Linked DNA regions of Gossypium arboreum: region 2 is linked to region 1. A link is a contact called in public Hi-C data. All regions are on one chromosome and are shown on one strand. Each heading gives the region's core, a stretch centred on a gene start, on an enhancer-like site or on the middle of the called end of the contact. The rest is flanking DNA. Distances are from core to core; before and after follow the strand shown. Region 1 holds the start of LOC108463330 (transcription factor CSA-like). Region 2 has its middle 50 kb from the start of LOC108463330.

Evidence for each region. A called contact is a pair of places that touch in the nucleus more often than the background predicts.
Region 2: a contact with region 1 is called in a Hi-C map of leaf, with 3 times the contacts expected there. The contact joins the enhancer-like site here to the promoter of LOC108463330 in region 1. A contact is called at or near these places in 2 of 5 Hi-C or Micro-C datasets (both in leaf).

The regions. Positions count from the first base shown.
Region 1 is chr13:23,888,870-23,893,019 of ASM2569848v2, reverse strand. It overlaps LOC108463330 (transcription factor CSA-like), which reads left to right and starts at 1,800. Exons shown (of 3, transcript XM_053024671.1): 1 at 1,800-2,858; 2 at 2,964-3,455; 3 at 3,824-4,150. The coding sequence starts at 2,342. The coding sequence ends at 4,125.
Region 2 is chr13:23,938,660-23,942,809 of ASM2569848v2, reverse strand. No RefSeq gene overlaps it. Among protein-coding and RNA genes, the nearest start is that of LOC108463330, 50 kb to the right of the region's middle. Within about 2 kb of position 1,684, at least 1 of the 2 cell types and tissues checked has an H3K27ac peak or open chromatin away from gene starts, as enhancers often do. A contact at or near this core is called in leaf, where this site is marked.

The sequences.
Region 1 (4,150 bases), core at 551-3,050:
AATTAAAAGATAATTGCACGTTTTCTAAAATTTTGTATATACTTTTTTCAAATGCTAACATTTAATTTCAATCATAAATTGTTTTGGGTCTAAAAGATGAGGTTATAAAAAAAAAAAACAAATATTTTGGACAAAATAAATAGCCGTACGGATGATTCACTGAGTTAAATAAATTAATTCAATAAATATGACAAAAATAAAATCAACTGTTTTTACCGGGTCCCAATGTGATGATGACATCAAGACAACCCTGTAATCTTATGGCAGAAGTAAAAGATAAAAAGAAAACCCACCATTAATAATTACTGCAGTGAGTCTCCAGGGAAAAACCACTAATATGCCTCCCTCATTGGTTTTGGGACCCCCATGGGAAGTAACCATGAAATAATAAGACTAACAATTTTAACTGACCTAATTACAACTAAACAGCAATAATGGAGGGTCTAACCCCTCCTCTCCTACACCTTTTGCTAATTATATATTTTTAGGGTTTTAGACGCTTTGTTTTCTCAAGTAAAGTAAGCTTTCAAAGCTTTCTTTGACCAACTCATCGCATCAGCATCAGAGATAGTACATTCCTGTTAGCCTCAGTGATCACAATAAATGAAAGGTCTGTCATTAGGTTTCCAGTTAGTGAAAACTGAGAAAAAAAGTAAAAAGGAACAAAATAAAAATACAATATTAGGTCCATTCTTTTATCCAAGCATATCTTTTCACATTTTTTGTGGGTAAAAGTTAAGGACATTCCTTACATGGAAATATACTTGTGCTTTTAACTGGTTTAATTGAGGTTTTTTGTTTCTGAATATGCCAAATTTTGTTTACTATTTGAGAAGTTACTTCATTCATTGATCTGACTCATCATCATCCTCTTTGAAGCAATCACAAACTATCAAAGAAAAGCTTTGTTTCCTATTTATAGGCTCTCATTAGAGTCACCCTTTGAGCCATTAATGGTAAAAAAAACTGTGTAAAGTAACTGGGAACTGGACATTCTGTAACTTCGTGGTAAAAACTAAAAAAGAGGCCAATCTTTCAATAGGCCATTGACTCATGACAGAAGCACTAGGCAGCACAACCTCCTTAAACAATTTTCTCAAATGCCCTATGGAATGCACTGTTTAATTGTCAATTAACTTGAAAGAAAAAAAATGTACAAACTTGGCACATTGATGATTATCTAATTTTCTGATGCATCCCATTACTGACATATTGTGCATGTATCTACATACATACATCAGGGATGGCAGAAAAAAAGGTAGTAATGTATTATTTGTGGGTTTTAGTGATCTTAGAGAAAGGTAGCCCCTTGAATCTACCTTACACGTTACATCTCTTCTGTTTTTTACTGTTCAGTCTTGTAAAAGTGTAACAAAACAGTGAAACAAATATATATTTTTTTACACATGACAAGGTGATGGAGCAGATATATTTTGGGCAGAAAACTATGACCACCATATTAAATTAGTGATTAACTACGATGGCAAAAAGATCAAGGGAAAAGAATAAATACCCTTTTTATATTTGTGTCTAAACTAATTAGTAGAATCTTTGTTTCTAATAATGGAGATAAGAGAGATAAGCCTAGATGAAAGAGACAAGGATAAGCCATTTTGTACTGTTAGTTGGGAAGGAAGGGACATGATGAATACGGTAAATTCTTGGTTCGGGGGTTTTTTGGGGGGGTGGGTGTTAGTTTTGGGTCAACTTCAGGTGGTTAACTGAACCCTAGGTTAAACCTAATCCTCAAGTTAAAAATAAAATAAAAAAAAGTTGTATGGGGACTGATATTTGATGGAGATGGAAAGGGCTAGGTTTATTTACTAGTGTGTTGATAGGGGCCTGTTTTGTCAAGCTCTCAAAATTTCTGCCTTGAAAAGAAAGGTGTCTAAGACCTGCACCACCCCAAGCTTACACACATCACATTATGAGTCTTTCTTGTCATTATAGAGAGGGACAGCCTAAGAACCCTCATGCCCATCAGTGAGAGAGAAAAAGGGCGCTTACACACGTGTGAATGATGTTGGTGACATTAAAAATTTAATAATAGGAACTAGCTGAACTACTTCAATCACTGTTTTTAGTCCATTCCTTTGTAGGTTTTCTCCCTTATACACATATCCCTAGCTGTTTTTGCTGTTTCAAGTTTTAATCCTTTTCTTTTTCTCCCAGCTGCTGCATAACTTCACTTTTCCAGTCCTTCACTGTTTGTCAAACTTTGTTTTTGAAATCATCTGTGCATGAACATGACTTTCTAACAATTGTATAACAGCATTTGTCAGAAGAGGAAATGAAGCATGGTTAACAAGTGTGTTATATATATGCACCAGCACCATTCAACATGAATACGCCAGGCTATTACTTAACCAGTATTCCCTCTTCTTCTTCATCTTCTCTTGGTTCTTCAATGGGGATGGTTTACCCAGACATGGGTTCCCTTTCTCTCGGTCAAAACTATGGTATTCTAGGCTCAAGTGTTTCTTCCACGCAGGACAGTTATGGTTGTAAGGTCCCAGAGATGGAAAATGAAAGAGCTTCTTGGGGTTTTCATTTCATGGGGAACTGCAAAACAAGGAGCTTTGAGGAAAACCATAGCTCTGATGTTGTGGAAGGTCAAAGCTCAGATTGCAGTGATGGGTTTGGAGATGATAGTAGGACCATTAATCTCAATGCCATCTTAAATGAAGAGAACCCCAATGATAATACCGTAAGTGGCAAGGAAACAGATAGTGGTCAGTCAAAGCTTTGTGCAAGAGGCCACTGGAGGCCTGCAGAAGATACTAAGCTCAAGGAACTTGTAGCTCTTTATGGCCCTCAAAACTGGAACCTTATAGCAGAGAAGTTGGAAGGAAGATCTGGTAAGTTAATGGTCAAGAAATGGCAAAAGCAGTGTTATTTTATTCTTTAGTTCACTAACAAGGCTTCTCCCACTTATTATGACTTTTGTTTGATTGTGCTTGAAGGTAAGAGCTGCAGGCTAAGATGGTTTAATCAATTGGACCCTAGGATCAATAGAAGAGCATTTACTGAAGAAGAAGAAGAGAGGCTAATGCAAGCTCATAGACTTTATGGTAACAAGTGGGCAATGATAGCTAGGCTGTTCCCTGGAAGGACTGATAATGCTGTCAAGAACCATTGGCATGTGATTATGGCAAGGAAGTATAGAGAACAATCGACTGCCTATAGGAGGAGGAAACTGAGCCAATCTGTTTATAGAAAAATGGAAGAAACTCCAAATTTTGTCTGCAGAGATGCAGCCACAAAAGCTGAACCACCCCCATACTGTCTCAACATCCCCAATAGAAGACTTGGCACTATCTCCCATTACCAGTTTGGAACCTTCAATGGTGCTAATGCTGGGGTTAACGGTGGCTCTAATGTTTCACCCCACTCAAGCAGCGAGGTCCCTCGCACAGGGTTCATTACACAACAGCCACCTTTTGATTTCATCCCTGGTGGGTCTCTTTGTAAACTCCCTATATACTCCTTTTTACCTCCAAAGCTTATTTTCAATGTTCATTATGCAGTTCTTTTGTGTGTTTGGGTTTTTGTGCTGTTTCCTCATTGGTTTCCTTTTTGGAAACCTACCTCGAATTTCATACTTGAGAAACACTTTGATGATTTTTGTGTTTTAATTATTCATTTGCTTTATAGACATTGACTGATGTAACCGTTTTCCTTTACCTTTTTCCTGCTTTAAAGTTTAACCCAAACCAATCCACTCCTCTACATGTTTTTTGACACTACATTCACGTTTAGTCATTGTTAATTTGCTAGTTTCTCTACATTGTAACTGGTGGTGTTTTTAAATCATTTGGAACAGGTGTTAAGAGCAATGACATGATGGGTATTTTCAACCAGACCAGATCTTGGGATAGGCCCATTGATGAACCCCAAATCTCTGGTTTCTATCCCCACCAGCATCACCATCCATCATACATAATGGCAATGCAACAGTCAGAGTTCCTCAGCTCCCAAGGTCTCACAGATTCCACAGCACCAACAGCTCAAATATCAGGCAGTGAACCTTCATCATCAGTGCCAGGTACCAAAGCAGCAACCAGCAGCCACTATGAGACAGTTCCACCCCCATTCATTGACTTTCTTGGAGTAGGAGCCATATGAAGTTTTAGAAAAAAAAAAAAAAGGC
Region 2 (4,150 bases), core at 435-2,934, 50 kb before region 1:
TAAGTAACTATACGAAAAGCAACTCTTAAGCTACAGCCTACAGACAATTCATCTATGCTAGTAACACTGTGTCTCATCCCCCAATCAATGAAAGAAAGTCTCAAACAGACAAACTCAGCCCCATATGAACAGTTGCTTAACTTCTCACAAACACTGTACAAATAATTAGTAGTAAGTAGGCTAATATAAGCCTATTTTTTGGTTTCCAAAACCTGCCCCCCAAAGTCATTGCTTAGACCACCCATTTGCAATGAGCTGTTTATATCCTGCAAATCATAAAAAAACCAAAAAGTGCTAGGAAAACAAACCTATAATTACTATATGTAGTATTAATTTTTGACAGTGACTCAGTTCCATATCTTTTTTAAAGCTCTCCCTTTGGTTTCTGTTTCAGAAAATGCTTACTGACCGTTAAGAAATAGGGTATGGTCTAACTCTCTCTCTCATTCATATGTATCCCCTCTTTCCATGTTTTGGATAATTCAGATCAGTCTATGAAATGAAACCCTGTTTTAACCCTAAACCCTATCCCTATGCCCTGATCAGTACTGAATGCTGACTTCAGCTTGTTTTCTACTTTATTGGTATTTGGTATAGTTATAACTTATAACTAGTACCACTAGGATATCAAAGTGTGACTACAATGTTTCACCATATTTGGTGACTGTTTTATCTTTTGTAGGCTTCATTTTAGGGTTCAGTTAAATGCAATTAGGCCAAAAGTAAAATAAGAATCTTGCTAAACGCAGCTAAATTCATTTCATTTAATCTGTCCTTTTCTTTTCTTTCTTTTTTTTTTTTTTACTTGCATGTCAATAACTTTCATGGCTCTTAAGCAGCAATGGGTCATTTGACTGAGGTACAATGTTCTGAAATTTGATCCCTTGTGCGGAAAGAGAAGCATTTATTGGTGCAGGCATCCATGGATCACTTTTAAACGAGGGTCTTAAGAAGTCAAAGCTATCCTACACAAACCCAGAAGTGTTCCAACTGTCTCGAAGACCATATTAATATATATAGTCCTAGACTGAATTAGAAGAGTTTTTTAAACCCAGGATTGGTTCCTACGGCCATGCATTTAGTAGAGTTTATGTTCCTTCATATCACTGGATCTGCATTTATATCCATTAATGGATTGATGAAATGTTATTTGACAATATACATAATGTATATCTTCTGGTACTGTTATCTACATTATTTTCTATTAGAGGGTAAAACTACACCCATGTCATTAAACTATCAGAAAATTTAAATTTTGATCACTCAGCTTCAAAAAGTCATAAAATAATTATCAAACAATTCAAAATTTTTCATTCAAGTAACTGAATTGTTAAAATTACTGCCAAACAGCTTTCTTCTTCATTCTCCAACATTGACCGTTAGATTGACTGAGATCTAACGTAGTCGATCGGTACTGATCCATTTACAGATCATTAAATCGTCGCTTGAAGTTTGTTAGCCGGACTTTAAAAAAAAATTAACAGCTCGATGACATAGATAAAAACTTTCGAATAATTCAATAACCATTTTATAATTTTTTGACATTGAGTGATAAAGATGTAAACTTACTAATAGTTTAGCTACTTTGGGTATAGTTTACCCTTTGTTATAAGCACTTCATTGTGTGAGTCCCACCACCACAACCTTGCGAAACATCAACATCGAGACTTTGTCATGAGCAATGCCAAACTTCACATCGTCAAGATTTAGCTCAAGGAACTCATGTGTGCAAGGTACGTGGAATACCTTTAGTCTACCTAGACAATGACAAATGTTGGCTCATTCATTGCATGGCTCACACATCAACCTCGCCTAGCCTGTTTGACTTGGTCTCATCATTCCTCACCTAAAAGACTTCTATGCCTCCCAAGTAATCGATTATGATAATGTAACGGCCCAAATTCCAGTGGTGTCGGAACAGTGATTCGAGATCACTAAATTCGACAAATAAGTAGAAAATATTATTAACTTAATAAAAACAAGCTATATGTGAAGTTAGGAAAATGATTGAAATAGAGAATAGTATTTTATAATAAATAAAAAATAATTTGGAAGTGAAAACGAGGTATTGAGACCTCAGAATATTAAACTGAGCCATAAATATTTTTATAAATATTTATGAAGTGTTAGTAAGTTAGTATTAAATTTTCGTCAAGAAATTTTAAAGTTTCGATAGTCAATTGGGTAAAAAGGACTAAATCGAATTAAGTGCAAAACTATGAAATATGATTAAATAGCTCTAGTAATAATTAAAGGAGCACTAAATAGGCAATTAAACACCTATTATTGGGTTGGACGGCATATGTGTGCAGGAAATATTGAAATTAGGTGTGAACAAGGGGTAAAATTGGAAAAGAAGTAAAAATTAAATAGTTAAAAATGGGATGTAATTGGAAATCTAGAGATTTCTTCAATTTTCTTCATCCTCTTCAGCTAAAAACAGCCATTGAAGAAACTTTAGAGCTGGTTTTTCATATTTTTACTACAAGTAAGCTCAATTCTTGATTATTATTGTAATTTTTGTGTTTTTGAGACTTTTACAATTACGTCCACTTGTTTAATTCATTAGTTTTGACTTCATGGATAATTTTAAAAGTTTCAATGAATAAGTGCTGAAATTTTATGATAATTTATCATGGAATTGAGGTTTAATTTTATCATATGATGATTTTATGAAGAGATTTTTATAGAAATTAATTTTTAGGATCTAATTGTGAAAGTTGTTGGAACTAGGGTTTTGTGATGAAATTTTGAGTGTTAAAGGCTTTGAAGAAGTTCATAATGTCTTGATAAAGTGTTATTTGAAAGGAATTAGCTCAATCGATGAATGAATTGAGTAGGGACTAAATTGTAAAAAATTGAAAAGTTTGGAGTAATAGTGTAATTTCAAAAATTTAAGGGCCTAAATTGTGAATTAGAATGTAATTGAAACATATGCTAATGAAGGAATGATTTTATAATTATAGATCAAGAAAAAGAAGTAAATCGTGGAAAGGAGAAATTGTAAGAATAGTCCCTGAATTACTACGACTTTTGCAAATTAGCCCAAGTAAGTTCATGTGGCTAAATTTTAGTGATCATTGTTATTCTTATGAATTTTATAATGAGTTATACTATATGATTATGATAAAACCATGAATAATGTAAAAATATGAAATTGCAGAAATGATCAAATTGAATGAAACATCGGATTGAGTACTTCTGTCCAGTGACAAACGATGAATTGATGGAAAAAGACCATGGTTGGACCATGGCAACAACTGATAAGCGATATCCGTATAAGACCATAGCTAGGCTATGGCATTGGAAAACAAGTGATAAATGATTCCCGTATAAAACCATAGTTGGGTTATGGCTTCAGATTAAAGTGATACAAGCGATCCGTATAAGACCATAGCTAGGCTATGACATCGGAGAAATGTGATAAGTGCTCCCGTGTAAGACCATATCCTGGATATGGCACCGGTATGATATATGACTCGTGTAAGACCATGGCTGGGCCATGGCCTCGGAAAGTGAAACGTGATCATGTGCAAGCCCATAGTTTTACTATGGCAAAATGAAGACGAAATACTCAATTCCGTATAGTTTCTTAATTTGAAAAGAGATGGTAAGCGATAAATGGGCCCAAAAGAATGAAGTTTAAGTGTGAGTAATGTTGAATAATACTAAGTGTAATCGATTTGGTTTGTGAATGTCAGGAGAAATTAGTGAATTATATATGATATGAATGCTTTACCATATTTGGTAAGTTTATTTTTTAAGCCTATGAACTTACTAAGCTTTCACAAGCTTACTTGTATGTGTTTGATATGTCATGTAAATTAACGTGGACACGGAGGATCGGATCATCATAAAAAATCACACTATCCAAACGTTCTCCAGTAGTTTTCAAGTTATTACCTTTTGATTTATATGGAATGTATAAGTATTTGGTTGGATAACTTATAGATGGTTATAGTATATAAAAGGGGATGGCAAATGTGTATGAAAATCAGTTTAATCATTAAGTAGTAGTGTGTTAATATAAAATACATATTATGGGCATAAATTGGTTGATTGGTTGGTTGTAAATTGTATATAATTGTGTTTAAGTACAAGTAACGGATGAAAGGGTGAGAAAAGTGGCCTAAAAAGGCTTATTTTCGTC